2 separate regions of the Macaca mulatta genome follow, and region 2 is linked to region 1. Evidence: chromatin contacts called from public Hi-C data. All regions are on one chromosome and are shown on one strand. The core of a region is the stretch at or near the end of the contact, and the rest is flanking DNA. Distances in the headings are between cores, read along the strand shown. Region 1 has its middle 76 kb from the start of CLHC1. Region 2 overlaps RTN4 (reticulon 4).

Region 1 (6,873 bases), core at 1,477-3,976:
GGTACAGCCACTTCTTAAAACCTTTAAAGGCCGGGCGCGGTGGCTCAAGCCTGTAATCCCAGCACTTTGGGAGGCCGAGGCGGGTGGATCACGAGGTCAGGAGATCGAGACTATCCTGGCTAACACGGTGAAACCCCGTCTCTACTAAAAATACAAAAAACTAGCTGGGCGTGGTGGCGGGCGCCTGTAGTCTCAGCTACTCAGGAGGCTGAGGCGGGAGAATGGCAGGAACCCGGGAGGCGGAGCTTGCAGTGAGCCGAGATCGTGCCACTGCACTCCAGCCTGGGAGACACAGCGAGACTCCGTCTCAAAAAAAAAAAAAAAAAAAAAAAAAAAACCTTTAAAGAGCGCTCCAAACCCACCCTCGGTACTGTCACCCCTATAAAGTTCATAAACCCTAACTCTCAAAAATGCCTCCCTGCAATAATTTAAAGTTTTAATTTCAATTAAATTCCTGTGTTAATTTCTTTTTGTTGTCTCAAGCAGAAGTAGAAAACATGTATAAGGTTCTCCATTCAGTAATCCTTTATGGTTAATCTTTAATATTTCTTCAAGGTTAATGATCCTATTTCCCACTAGCTTTCTGGCAAAAGGTCATGTTTTCAATCCTATCATCTCTGTAGCTTTCTGTAATAAAGCTTGGTTTGAATGTCAGTCAGTTTAATGGCTATGCCAATTTCTCACCTATTAGAGCCACCTTTATCATCCTCTGTGGCAAATGGCACAAGTGGATGCAATAACAAATCACATTCTAAAGCCACTGAGGGCACTTTGGTTCCCACTCTTCCAAGCAAGCATTTCCACAGCCTGGAGACTCTGACTGGGCTCCTAGCTGAAGACATAAAGGGATCAAGAGGTGGGAAGAAGAAAGGTTAAACCTAGGAACAGAGAAGCCAACGTGCCCCAGAGAACGGAAGAGGCGGTCTGCAGAGTTCGGAAGGCAGGCAGCTCATGCTTGAAGGTGATATGCTTCTGCCTACAAGAGAAATCTGAGCACATCAGTTACTTCTGTCTTAGCAAGAATCCCTGACATACTTAGATTTCTGAGTTGAAAGTGAGATAAGGCCTGTTTTGTTTCGTTTGTTTGTTTGTTTCCACGTACAAAGCTCAAGATGTGGCCGGGCGTAGTGGCTCAAGCCTGTAATCCCAGCACTTTGGGAGGCCAAGGCGGGCGGATCACGAGGTCGGGAGATTGAGACCATCCTGGCTAACACGGTGAAACCCCCCGTCTCTACTAAAAATACAAAAGAATTAGCGGGGCCTGGTGGCGGGCGCCTGTAGTCCCAGCTACTCGGGAGTCTGAGGCAGGAGAATGGCGTGAACCCGGGAGGCGGATCTTGCAGTGAGCTGAGATCCGGCCACTGCACTCCAGCCTGGGTGAAAGAGTGAGACTCCGTCTCAAAAATAAAAAAGAAAAAAAAGCTCAAGATGTTTTCTGGGCCAGGTGCGGTAGCTCACTCCTTTAATCCCAGCACTTTGGGAGGCTGAGGTGGGTGGATCATGAGGTCAGGAGATTGAGACCATCCTGGCCAATATGGTGAAACACTGTCTCTACTAAAAATACAAAAATTAGTAGGGCGCCGTGGTGTGTGCCCCTAATTCCAGCTACTCAAGAGGCTGAGGCAGGAGAATCGCTTGAACCAGGGAGTCGGAGGTTGGGTGAACCCAGATGGCGCCACTGCACTCCAGCCTGGCGACAGAGCAAGACTCCATCTCAAAAAAAAAAAAAAAAAAAAAAAAAAAAAGATGCCTTCTGGATCTGCAATGATAAGTAGTAATTTATGTTGGAGAAAGAAATAATGGAGGTCCAGGCCCTTTGCAATCTCTGACCCTCTTTACAGAAGACCCACCCAGTAATTATGACATTTAACTGTGGAATGGTAGAGTTTTTATACTCATGAGGAAAACTCACACTAGTGGTGCTAAACCACTGGGCATGGCCTCACACCATTTCTGATAGCCAGGGGAACTGGGGTGGGGAAGGGTGATTATTGGCATCTAGTGTCCTGTATCTACAAGGTCACAGGACAACCTCACATAACAAAGAATTATCCCGTCCAAACTATCAATAGTGCTGAGGTTGAGAAACCCTGACTTACAAATAATTCTCTGTCCTCCTAAATGTATTCAACTACTCAGGAATCTTCAGGCCTTGTTTCTCCTTCTCTAGACACTCAGCTGACCTGGGAAAATTACAAGCCGCTTGACCAACAAGCTCATTATCTTGTTTTTGATGGAGACAGAGCTGAGGAACAAAGACAACAAAGAAAACCCCAACTGTGGGGTGAAAGAAGACTTAACCTTGGCTTACAGTCTCCCTTCAAAAGCTATGTGGTATGTGGGGATCCGTGAGCTGGCAGTTCTGGTCAGAAAATAATAAAGAAGTCTCAGAATTACTTCCTAGGCTAGGGTCTGCTTCAGAGGCATACAGAGATGCCTCTTGCTTTCACCTCTGTACTAATCTCACTGCTCCACTTTGAATCAAGGCTTGAGCACTGTGCAAGCAGAATAACCAGGCACTCTCTTCAGTTAGTTTTGAAACCATCTCAATGATTTTGGGAGAACAAACTCCCCACGATCTGGCAACAAGTTGTCCGGCTTGGGTTATTTTCAAGTCTACATTTCTTAGTTTCCTGAAGAATACACTGAGCATGCCAGAAGGTTTCAAAGCTACAGTTACGGCATCAGCAACAACTCTTCAACTAGCCTGTGCTTCAACCCAAAGCAGCACAAACAGAAAAGTCAGCCAAGCCACGAGGGGCCTGGTCAAGCGTCTAACAGTGTAGGATTGCTGCATAACGAGCAGGATCCTACTACAATACAGCCTTTGAAGTGCCTTGAAAATAAATTCTATGTTTAGAAAACAAAGCCCTCTCTCCAGGCCTGGACTCACCCCACTCACCCCACCCTCATCCCTATTTCACTGAAAAGCTAAATATTAAAAAGTGCTTGGATGTTTACATATTTTCTTTTTTTTTTTTTTTTTTTTTTTTTTGAGACGGAGTCTCGCTGTGTCGCCCAGGCTGGAGTGCAGTGGCCGGATCTCAGCTCACTGCAAGCTCCGCCTCCCGGGTTTGCGCCATTCTCCTGCCTCAGCCTCCCGAGTAGCTGGGACTACAGGCGCCCGCCACCTCGCCCGGCTAGTTTTTTTGTATTTTTAGTAGAGACGGGGTTTCACCATGTTAGCCAGGATGGTCTCGATCTCCTGACCTTGTGATCCGCCCGTCTCGGCCTCCCAAAGTGCTGGGATTACAGGCTTGAGCCACCGCGCCCGGCCTGTTTACATATTTTCATATAGAGTAACTTTTTTCTTTAAAGGGCTATCTTCTTAAGAACACAAATCCCCCAAGAATGGTCCTCGAGCTGCTCAAGCTTTCCAACCAGAAAATATGACTGTATTGAAAAATGTGACTAGAAACAATAGGACCAGCCTCACTTCTTCCCCATAGAAACAATTCAAATCACTGAAGGTCTTGCTGGCATCTCTGCTGCCATCTACTGAGTCAAACTGGCACATATTCTAGTAAATCCTAACCAAGAAAGGTCATTGTTCTGTAAATGTTTCCATTTTAACTCTACCATGTTGTATTACAATTGTTTATGTACAACTTTACTTCTAGATTGCAAGTACCCACGAGATAGACAGGATGTCTTATTCATCTTTTAGTAGGTAATCAGGAAATGGTTGTTGGATTAAGTAATTTTGAGTGTTGCACAAGTCTTCTCAAAAAAGATCATCTCAAGAATTTTCTTAAGGACTCCTCCAAAACCCAGAAACTACCATAATTATATCAAACGGAAGAGAGCAACTCATTTATTTTTTAAGACCTTCAGAGTAGCTCCTTCTACAACTTTCTTTATTCACCCAATATCAGCCTTCACGATCTCCACCATCAGCAAATTATTGTGTCAAATAAAAATTGTTTATTATTTAGTTCTGTGGCTCATGTGGCTTAGAGTTGGTTGTCTCCTTAATGTGAAGGCTTTTGGACACTCAAAGGCAGAACTGTTCTTTTCTTCCCAGATTGAATAACCCCATTCCTCCAACTTTTCTTTCTACATCTCCATGATCTATACATGCTCAAAATTAGTAATAGTTTTTTTTCTTTTTCTTTTTTTTTGAGACGGAGTCTTGCTCTGTCGCCCAGGCTGGAGTGCAGTGGCCGGATCTCAGCTCACTGCAAGCTCCGCCTTCCGGGTTTATGCCATTCTCCTGCCTCAGCCTCCCGAGTAGCTGGAACTACAGGCGCCCGCCACCTCGCCCGGCTAGTTTTTTGTATTTTTTAGTAGAGACGAGGTTTCACGGTGTTAGCCAGGATGGTCTCGATCTCCTGACCTCGTGATCCGCCCATCTCGGCCTCCCAAAGTGCTGGGATTACAGGCTTGAGCCACCGCGTCCAGCCCAGTAATAGTTTTCTTAATGTGAAGCCTCAAAACTAGTTTCAATATTCTATTTAGCATTTAAGCAAAGATGATTTTAACAAGTGCTTGTGGTGCCTGCTATTATCCCTATCAATGGGATACCTTGCATTAGGCAAAGCTAACATTTATCAGGCAGATAAATTAGGAATTGGCGATTCATTTAACAGAGCATTCCCAGGAAAATTTCTTCAAAATAACTATTTCAGTCCTATTTCATTTAGGAAATATTCATTTTGTGAGCAATTTTTCATGGATTACAAATCACAGAATAGGAGTAGCTGTAATCTTATTGATATCTAATTTATGTGTCACTTGGGTTTAAGATAACGCACCTTTTTCTGGTATTTGCTACTGGTGTTATGAGCTCTTCAAGACCTCTTGTTCCTTACAGAAATGGTCAGCATGAAAATCATCTCTTAGAAAATATTATCATGTTCATTTGACACCTGAAAAAGCATACCCAGAGGGTAGAGGAATCTTGGAGACTATTTATATACACAAATAGCATAAAGGAGTTTTCCCCATCTCTAAGGGACCAACCTGGGCAAAGGAATAGAAGGAATAGCCTTGGCAATTATTCTCCCTGTCCCTGCACCCTCATGAAAACAGGGAGAGTCACATTCTCTGATGCCAAGATTAAAGCTCTGATGCAAGCAGGGTCTCTGCACTGCAATCTGGAAGGCCACTGGAATCTCTCTGCCAATGCTTTTCCCATCCTTATTATTGATCCTAGTAGCAGCACAAACCTGTTTCTTGATGTTGTGTTCAGAAGCTGATCAATATTAAGTACTCACCTCAGGAAGGCTGGCCAAAAACAGCATGAAGACTTTTCAAGCTGACTTTTTAAACTGACTTTTTAAACTCTTTGGATTGGTCAGGGCCTGCAATCAAAACTCATGATCGTTAATTCATAAACGCCTAACTCTTCAAGCAATTTGGCAAAAATCTTTGACAATTCAGTCCCACTGCTGGGGGCTGCTTCCAAAATGTACATTTTCAAAATGTGTGAGCAGGCCGGGCATGGTGACTCATGCCTGTAATCCCAGCACTTTGGGAGGCCGAGGCGGGCAGATCACCTGAGGTCAGGAGTTTGAGACCAGTCTGGACAACATGGTGAAACTCCATCTCTACTAAAAATACAAAAATTAGCCAGGCATGGTGGGGGGCGCCTGTAGTCTCAGCTACTCAGGAGGCTGAGGCAAGAGAATCACTTGAACCCGGAAGGCGGAGGTTGCAGTGAGCCGAGATCGCGCCACTGCCCTCCAGCCTGAGCGACAGAGGGAAACTCCACCTCAAACAACAACAGCAACAACAACAACATAGTCAAAATGTGTGAGCAGTATGAGGTGAAGGAAGAGTTCCAGGAGAAAATGGATGGGAATGTGTTGTTACACATTCTGATCTGTGTACAACCAAAGTGGTGGAAGGGTGACATGCCCTTCCTGTTAAGCACAAACTCACCTAAAGCTCACTCTATTTATGATAGTATCTTTATTATCTGACCTAATAAAACAAGAAAACAGAATTTAGCCCACACAACTGTTCCTTGAGTGGAAAAGGTGGATCCTTCTCAGTGTGGCCCTAACACATTAATACACATGGGAGTTTAAAGGTAGAGTTTGCACCCAATGGAGAGCTAAAAATGCTTGGTGGTGATTATTGCTGCAGTTTATATACAACATGATAATGGAAACCCCCCCACAGCCACAGTGGAATTTCCACTGAAGAGCTAACTGGATAGAGACAAGGATCCATATAGGCAAATCTTCAAAATGTAATTTTGTAGCCTCTATTTTAAAACTATACTACTACTTCTTAACCAAGCTTATGGCATACAGTAGGGGAAGAATACTATAGATTAATTTTTTAGAGTGGGGTTGGGGGAAGTCAAAATTACTTAAGGACTCTGTACCTTTTTCTCTTTCTACACACAGATTGCATCTATGTTATCTTACACGTTCCTCTGCATTAGAAACCAAAATGGCCTCCATACTGGATTGGCTTCCACATAGTAGCTCTATCCTTTATCCTCCCTTCTGCTTCTGTTACATCAGTAAATTGGGTATTCTGCAGCAGGCTTTTCCAAATGAGAAAAAAAGGTAATTTTTTTTTTTTTTTTTTTTTTTTTTTTGAGACGGAGCTTGCTCTGTCGCCCAGGCTGGAGTACAGTGGCGCAATCTGGGCTCACAGCAAGCTCCACCTCCCGGGTTCATGCCATTCTCCTGCCTCAGCCTCCTGAGTAGCTGGGACTACAGGCACCTGCCACGATGCCCTGCTAATTTTTTGTATTTTTAGTAGAGACAGGGTTTCACCATGTTAGCCAGGATAGTCTCGATCTCCTGATCTCGTGATCCACCTGCTTCAGCCTCCGAAAGTGCTGGGATTACAGGCATGAGCCACCGTGCCCGGCACCAAATGAGAAAATATGGTAATTCTTTACTATCTTTATCC
Region 2 (7,666 bases), core at 2,121-4,620, 150 kb before region 1:
TCTAAATTCAACATCACACACACACACACACACACACACACACACACACACACACCCTGCTATCCCGCGCATTCATTCTTTCTCTCTCTCCCCTCCTCTGACCACAATCTCCTATCATTCTGGCATGTATTTATTCCTACTACTCTTGGTTCTTAAACCTAATTTGGGCCTTGAGTTCACTGACCATCTACTCTCCTCCTACCTCTCCTACCTTTTTCTATTCACATCCTTCAACTTAGATGCCACAGTCCATCACTTCAAATTACTCTCTCGCTATCAGCCTCGACTTTCTTGACTTACTGTCCTTCCATAGGGCCCACCTACCAAAACACATCCTTGAGTCACTACAACCATTTGCCTTCTCTGAATCCATACCTAGGTTGTTTGGCACAGTCAAAGAAAAGTCACCCTACCATTGAGACCACCTTTCGACCTTGATTAGGCTCCTAATACCATGCCTTTGGTTTCCCTAGTCAGAGGTATTGCAGACCTCTTCCACCCAATCATGACCTAGTTCATTCCTAGCAAATGAACTAACATACTGCTTTAAAGAATAAACATAAACCAGCAAATAATTCCCTCAACTTTCAGCCACAAAACCCTAACAGTATGAATACCCACACTTTCCTTTCCACTCACTACAATCAAAGCTGTATCCTTCCTTGTAATGCTAATTCTTCCACCTGAACCAGGGAGCACATTCCCTATCCCCTTCTGACTTTCTGCCAGCACCTGTAATCAGATTTTCCCCTTCTCATCTTAAAAAAAGAAGGAAAAAAAAAAAAAGGCCCTTCCTCCACTACATACTCTCCTTCCTGCTTGCTAATATTTTGATTTTTCTCCAGTAAAACATTCAAACTTCTTAAGAGTAATCAACATTTACTACTGATTTGCTCAAATCTCGTTCACTTCTCAATCCTAGCCATGCCCAAGCACACCACACCATTTGCCGCTGTCATGCCAACACCTTCCCTCCTTTTTGACCAACTTGCAATCCTTAACTGACCTCTCTAGTATTTGATAATTTTGACCTTCCACCTTCAAGTAGTCCTCTTCTCTTGATTCTCCCCGGATGATATTAAGCCCACGACAGACACATACAGCCAAGATCTCTCTCAAGAGCTGCATATGTATAATATCCATAACTTACTGGATATCTTAAAGGTATGTACATCAATACCAACATATTCAAAACCGAATTTGTATTTTCCTTCTTAAATCTACTTTAATCTCTCATGTTCCCTATCTCAGTTTCTCATACTGCCATCCATACATGTGCACATGCCAAGAATGAAATCCAGGGTTCCTGGGGTCATCTTTACTTCTTCCCCTCATCCTTTACGTCCTTATCCATCAAACACCAAGTCCTATGTCTCTGTGCTCATCCCACTGCCTCAATGTTCATAATCTCCTCTTTCTTACATTATAGCAACTGGTCTACCACTGTTCCAATGGTGATGAGCTGGACCGTACTGCTGAAGCACCAGCACTTACATACATAAGCATATTCAGTAAATTTATCCTAATCACTATTTTAGAGAAAACGTAGCCAAATCAGAATACTAATAAAGAGCACATGTGCAAATCACCTTATGCAAATCAGGTATGTGTAAAATGGATAGTCAAAAGAAAAAAAGGAGAATTGGTACTTTTCAAAATAATTCATAAAGCATAACTCAATTTATACTTTTCAACAAAAAGTCTACACTCAATATGCCTAACTTTATACCTACCACTGGAAAAGTACTATACTATATTGAAATATTTAAAACATGCTACAGAAATGTTCTTTAAAAATTAAATATGATAATTTCTGGGATAACAAAAACACATCTGAAAATATTTTAATATCTCTTGCTCTTCATGTTATCAAGAAAAACAAGTGAAATAAATAAATAAATAGGTACTAAAGTTAATTCTTATAAACAGAAATATTTTCTATTAATAGTTCCATAGTGCATTATAAAAGTGTAACTGTGTGGAAAAGTTAAGGGTGAATGCTGAGTGCAAGAGAGTTAGAAAAACCACTACAACCTTTAAGTGAGAAAGTGGAGAAGACTTCTTATCAATGTGACATATTAGACACTATAAACATAACATAAAACACAAAATGTAGTGGAATGTTCCCTAAGTCAAAAAGTGGTATGAAAGCACAAAATGCATATAGATTGGATTACCTGAAGTTTTACTCAGCTCTGCTGAAAATATAGCAGATGGTGATCTGTCCTCCTTTTCTGTATCAGAAGGAAGATTTTTCTCAGCTTCTTTCATAAGAACTTTGGGTTTAACTATGCCGCCTATCTCTGCTTGAGTGGTCAAAGCAGAAACATCTGGAGGCAATAAGAGCACCTTTGATGTAGCAGACCCATTTTTGGAAAAGTCATCTGAGAAACTGATTTTCTCTTCAACTTTGGGTTGTATGTTCTTCAAAGAAAGGTCATGGGGCAATTCTGTGCAAGGCAATGACCCAGCTCCACCCGGGGCATTAGCAATTTCACTTTTGTGGGATACTTCTAGGTCAGTATATTCCCTGGCTAATTTAGAAAATGAATCAGTTTTAGAACTGATCAATGTAGGGAACTCATCTATAATTTCAATTGGAGATGAATCTGAAAATGTTTCAGTTTCTCTTACTTGTGCTTCCTTAGAAAGAAATAAGTCATCATCTGAATAAACTGCAGTACTGAGCTCCTCCATCTGCAAAGGAATTTTCTCCTTTTTGCTCAATGTTGAAACTTCATCAGGTAACAGGGTATCTTTTGTGTTATCTAAATTGAGCTTGAAAGATTCCAAATATGGCTTTCCTCCCTCAGGTGGTAAAGCACTAAGTTTTTCCTTATTTTCATGTTCTATCATTGACTCAAATGAAGTTTCAGGGAGATTTTCTTTCACAAGCATCACAGCTTCATCTTGTTTTTGTGGAACGTCAGGTATGGAATCATCACTAAATAAGTCAACTGGTTCAGAATCAGGTGAGGAATCTTCAACTAGCTCAGAATGATCAGGCACTGGCTGTTCAACTTTTGCCATTTCTGAATAATCAGAGAAATCTGGAGTTGGTTCAGCAGAAAGCTTTGTTTCTTTAATTAAATCACATGCAATAGATATATAAGGAGCTTCTGTTTCTTGAACAGCTGCATTAATGCTTTCAGGCTCTTTAATTTCTTCCTTTATTCCTGATACTTTTTTTAGTGATACACTCATGGCCTCTTCGTATGGTGGGGGGTTTTCAGGCTCATGTATTATGCTTTCATAATTAACTGAAGAAGCTTCTAATGGTGATGAGCTGGGCTGTACCGCCGAAGCACCAGCACTAGGAACTGCAGAATTCAATGGTGCTTCCATAACAATGTCAGGCAAAACTGGCGAAGGAGTAGCTTCTGATTCTTCAAATGATGGGCAAAGCTGTGCTGCAGGATAGAGGGACTCTTGCATAACTTCTGATGTTTGAACCAAGTCCATTTTTGTTTCATAAGCAATCTTTGTACCAGTAACTTCATTCAATTCACTTTCACATGCTTCCTGTACTAAATCTGGAGTCAGGCCTTCAGGCATGTTTGCCACTACTTCCTCAGTCACCTTTCCTAAATTATCTGTTGTGACATAATCTGTCTCAGAATCCTGTGCTGCTACAAGAAAAGGGTTTGATGTTTTGGTGCTAGTATTCTTCTCTGTTACTATTTGGGCCTTCTTTTCTTCTATTTTTTTTTCATCGGTCTTATTTTCTGAAGTATGATCTCCTAACAAAGGAAAAATGTTTGTTGCAATGCTCTCAGTTGCTGCTGGGTTAAAAGGAGCACATGTGATATATGCTTCTGAACGATCCTTTATAGCTTCTGGTGTACTGGGGAAAGAAGTATCATCATTACTACTCTCACTATCTTTTTCATGATTAGTTTGCTCAAGGCTATCTGCAAAACCTTTTTTATCCACTTTACTTTCCAACTTGCTCTCGATTTTACCTCCAGCAGCCAACACATCACTATCTTCCTTACTATCTTTCACTTCCCATACTCGCTCAAATGGTTTGAAGTCTGCGTATTCCTCCCTTATAGGAGCTTCCACTGCAATTCTCTTTTCATTAAAACTGTCTTTTGCTTTTTCTAAAGACATAACTTCATCCTCTTCTTTAACCAATTTAGTAAGAGCTATAGGCAACTCTTGTTGATTATGAAGGATGTTATTACTAACTAAATTCTCTTCTTCTTTATTTTTCACGATTATTTCTTCCCTAGGATTTGCTACTATTATGGCAGATTCTGCTTTTGGAGAGACATTGAATGATGATCCCATTTCTGAGTATTCTAATTCTGAAAACTCTGTTAAATCTCTATCTACAAGTGGAGTTTTTGCCTTCTCTGAGAACTCTTTAGAAGCTTCATTGACAGTTTCTTGAAGTGTTCCTTCGGTGGGTAATACTGTTGACAAATTACCAAGGTATTCATGTTCTTTAAAAGAAGCAGCTGAGAGAGGAGACAGAGAAGGAAGAGAAGCAGCAGTTTCAAGCAGGACAGATGGGAAATCCTCTTGACCAGCCGAAATAGTGTTACCTGGCTGCTCCTTCAAGTCCATAATATTTTCTGTGACCATGGACAGAAAGGAAAGTTAGAGAATGCCAGTGTTCTCAGAGTTAATGCAAGTTTTATGACAGATTCAAAATAGTGTTAGTAAAGACTTACTGTTTATTAAAATGAAATGTTAATAGCAATTAATAAGTAACAATAGAGTAGACTTTAATCATTACTGAAAATATTAAGCTACTGTAAATATAACATATGCATGGCTACAGAGGCAATTACATGCTATGCAAAGACAAATCAAGTCTGAGTAAACCTCAAATGTTATCAACTAAGATACTAAGAGCTAGTTTTAGAGAAGAGAAGAATATCTGCGAAAAGAGTTTGAGTGACAGTATAGGAAAGAAGGGGCACTGGGAAATTAAATGCCATAGACTGGTATTTATTTACAGGAAAGTCTTTCTGGCTATACTCAAACTATATTGGGAGAAAGGGAATTGTAAATATGTAAATGTAATTCAAGGGTCCAAGAATTCCTTATGTACTTCCAAGAGTTCATCGGATTTTGTTCATTTTTTCCTTGGGCATACCATATCAAATGCAAATTTCAACTTTTCCAGTAGACAGACATTCTTGGAACCATGCTAATTTTTAGTAAATCCAAGCTACTCTGCATAGAGTTAACACACTAAAAAGTTAAAGTTAGAATACAAAGAGGATAAAAGGCTGGCAGAAAAGAACTTGCCTGCAGAGGAGCGTATCACAGGCTCAGATGCAGCAGGAAGAGCAAAAAGGGTCTCATCTGAAAAACAAATAGAATATAACCTCAGCAGAAATAAAGACAGACTGAAAGGAGACTAAAGATCAGAGGAGCAAGCCAGGGTTCAGTTTGTAATAAGTTAACAAAAAACTTTACAGAGAAAGGGCCAAGATCAAAAGGAAGTCAGAAAAAGAAGTGCCATTAATTCAGGTTAAATCATCACATATATTATAAAGTTAATTAAATGTTATCCATAGAACCTATCATTTTTCAAGACGCAATACAACCTGTTTATGTTAAAGAAACTTATGAATCAAAGTGGCTTTAAAATACTGTTCTACTTAACGTATCACATCCAAAGCTTTCACTCAGGTTTTCATATAGGTAAATTGTCTTGTTCTATTCAAGCCAAAAATAAAAAGCTGAATTTGAATAAAATTAACAACTACAAATGTTTAATCTTTTGTTACTGGCGTATGTTTAATTTAGAAAAACACTTTTAAAGAATTACGCATTTTCTCTTACATTCTAAGTTGTTACAGTCATTGTACCCTGTTCTTTGAAGACATTAGTCCTGTGCCAACGTCCAAATGCCAGAGTCCAAAATACAAAAAAAATAATAATAATAATTAACTGCCTTTAGGACGACACTATTATTGGTGTTATTTAAAATTAACCTAAGTGAGGGCTACTTGCTATTTGTATACACAACTAGTGAGAGACAGGCAATTCAATTCCAGAGCCCATTTCCTTAATCACTGTATGTTACAGAACTGAATGCTTATATCTCCTCCAAAACTCATGTTAAAGCCCCAACCCGGAATGTGACAGTATCTGAAGGTGGGGACTTTGGGAGGTGATTAGGGTTAAATGCAGTTGGTGGGGGAGGCCTGGGCCGAGGGGATTAGTGCCCTTATAGGAAGAGACACCAGAGAGCTTGCTGTCATGCTCCCTGTCTCCCCAGGCACACATAAGAGGTCATGTGAGCACACAATGAGATGGTGGTCACCTATAAGCCAGGAGAAGAGGCCTCAGAAAGAAATCTACCTTGCCAGCACCTTGATCTTAGACTCACCAGCCTCCAGAACTGTGAAAAGTAAATTTCTGTTCAGCCACCCAGCCTATGGTACTTTGTTACAGCAGCCCAAGCTAACAAACACACTCTATATTGGTAATATTAACTTTGTACAATGTCATCTTGAACCTGCAGTTGGGAGACCCTAAGCTGTAGGGAAAAGAAAGAAAGATCAGACTGTTACTGTGTCCACGTAGAAAGGGAAGACACAAGAAATTCCATTTTGACCTGCAGCTGAAAAACTACTTTGCTTAAATGCTGTTAATTTGTAACTTTGCCCCAGCCACTTTGCCCCACCTTGTGCTCACAGAAACATGTGTTGTATGGAATCAAGGTTTAAGGGATCTAGGGCTGTGCAGGACATGCCTTGTTAACAAAATGTTTACAAGGAGTGCAGGACATGCCTTGTTAACAAAATGTTTACAAGGAGTATGCTTGGCAAAAGTCATCACCATTCTCTAGTCTCAATAAACCAGGGGCACAATGCACTGCGAAAAGCCACAGGGACCTCTGCCTTGGAAAACCGGGTATTGTCCAAGGTTTCTCCCCATGTCATAGTCTGAAATATGGCCTCATGGGATGAGAAAGACCTGACCGTCCCCCAGCCAGACACCCATAAAGGGTCTGTGCTGAGGTGGATTAAAGAGGAAAGCCTCTTGCAGTTGAGATAGAGGAAGGCCACTGTCTCCTGCCTGCCCCTGGGAACTGAATGTCTCAGTATAAAACCCGACTGTACATTTGTTCAATTCAGAGATAGGAGAAAAACTGCCCTCCACTGAGATGTTTGGGCGGAGAGAAACATAATCTGGCCTGCGTGCACATCCAGGCATAGTACCTCCCCTTGAATTTAATTATGACACAGATTCTTTTGTTCACATGTTTTCTTGCTGACCGTTTCCTTATTATCACCCTGCTCTCCTACCACACTCCTCTTGCTGAGATAATGAAAATAATCAATAAAAACTGAGGGAACTCAGAGACCGGTGCTGGTGCAGGTCCTTGGTATGCTGAGTACCGGTCTCCTGGGCCCACTGTTGTTTCTCTATACTTTGTGTCTTATTTCTTTTCTCAGTCTCTCGTCCCACCTGACGAGATATACCCACAAGTGTAGAGGGGGAGGCCTCCTCTTCACTAAGCTAAAGATCTTCTACAGTTTACACTAGAGAAAGGCCTCTACCATCAGACAATTTGTAAGAGCCTGAGAGATGACTGGAAGGTAATATTCCTTGAACAGATTGAACCTAATAAATTTAGACAATTTCATCTGGATGGACAAGCTAGACAAGGCTGATCAAAACAGATAAAAGTCCAAGA

Evidence for each region. Hi-C and Micro-C count contacts between places; a contact is called where the count stands out from the background.
Region 2: a Hi-C map of sperm shows a contact between it and region 1, with 3 times the contacts expected there. The contact joins two enhancer-like sites. A contact is called at or near these places in 7 of 14 Hi-C or Micro-C datasets (CD4 T cells, blood, cortical neurons and 4 more).

The regions. Positions count from the first base shown.
Region 1 is chr13:69,459,419-69,466,291 of T2T-MMU8v2.0, reverse strand. No RefSeq gene overlaps it. Among named protein-coding and RNA genes, the nearest start is that of CLHC1, 76 kb to the right of the region's middle. Within about 2 kb of position 2,726, at least 13 of the 40 cell types and tissues checked have an H3K27ac peak or open chromatin away from gene starts, as enhancers often do.
Region 2 is chr13:69,610,400-69,618,065 of T2T-MMU8v2.0, reverse strand. RTN4 (reticulon 4) reads right to left here. Exons shown (of 9, transcript NM_001205127.2): 2 at 5,263-5,319; 3 at 2,178-4,580. Among named protein-coding and RNA genes, the nearest start is that of RTN4, 23 kb to the right of the region's middle. Within about 2 kb of position 3,370, at least 3 of the 40 cell types and tissues checked have an H3K27ac peak or open chromatin away from gene starts, as enhancers often do.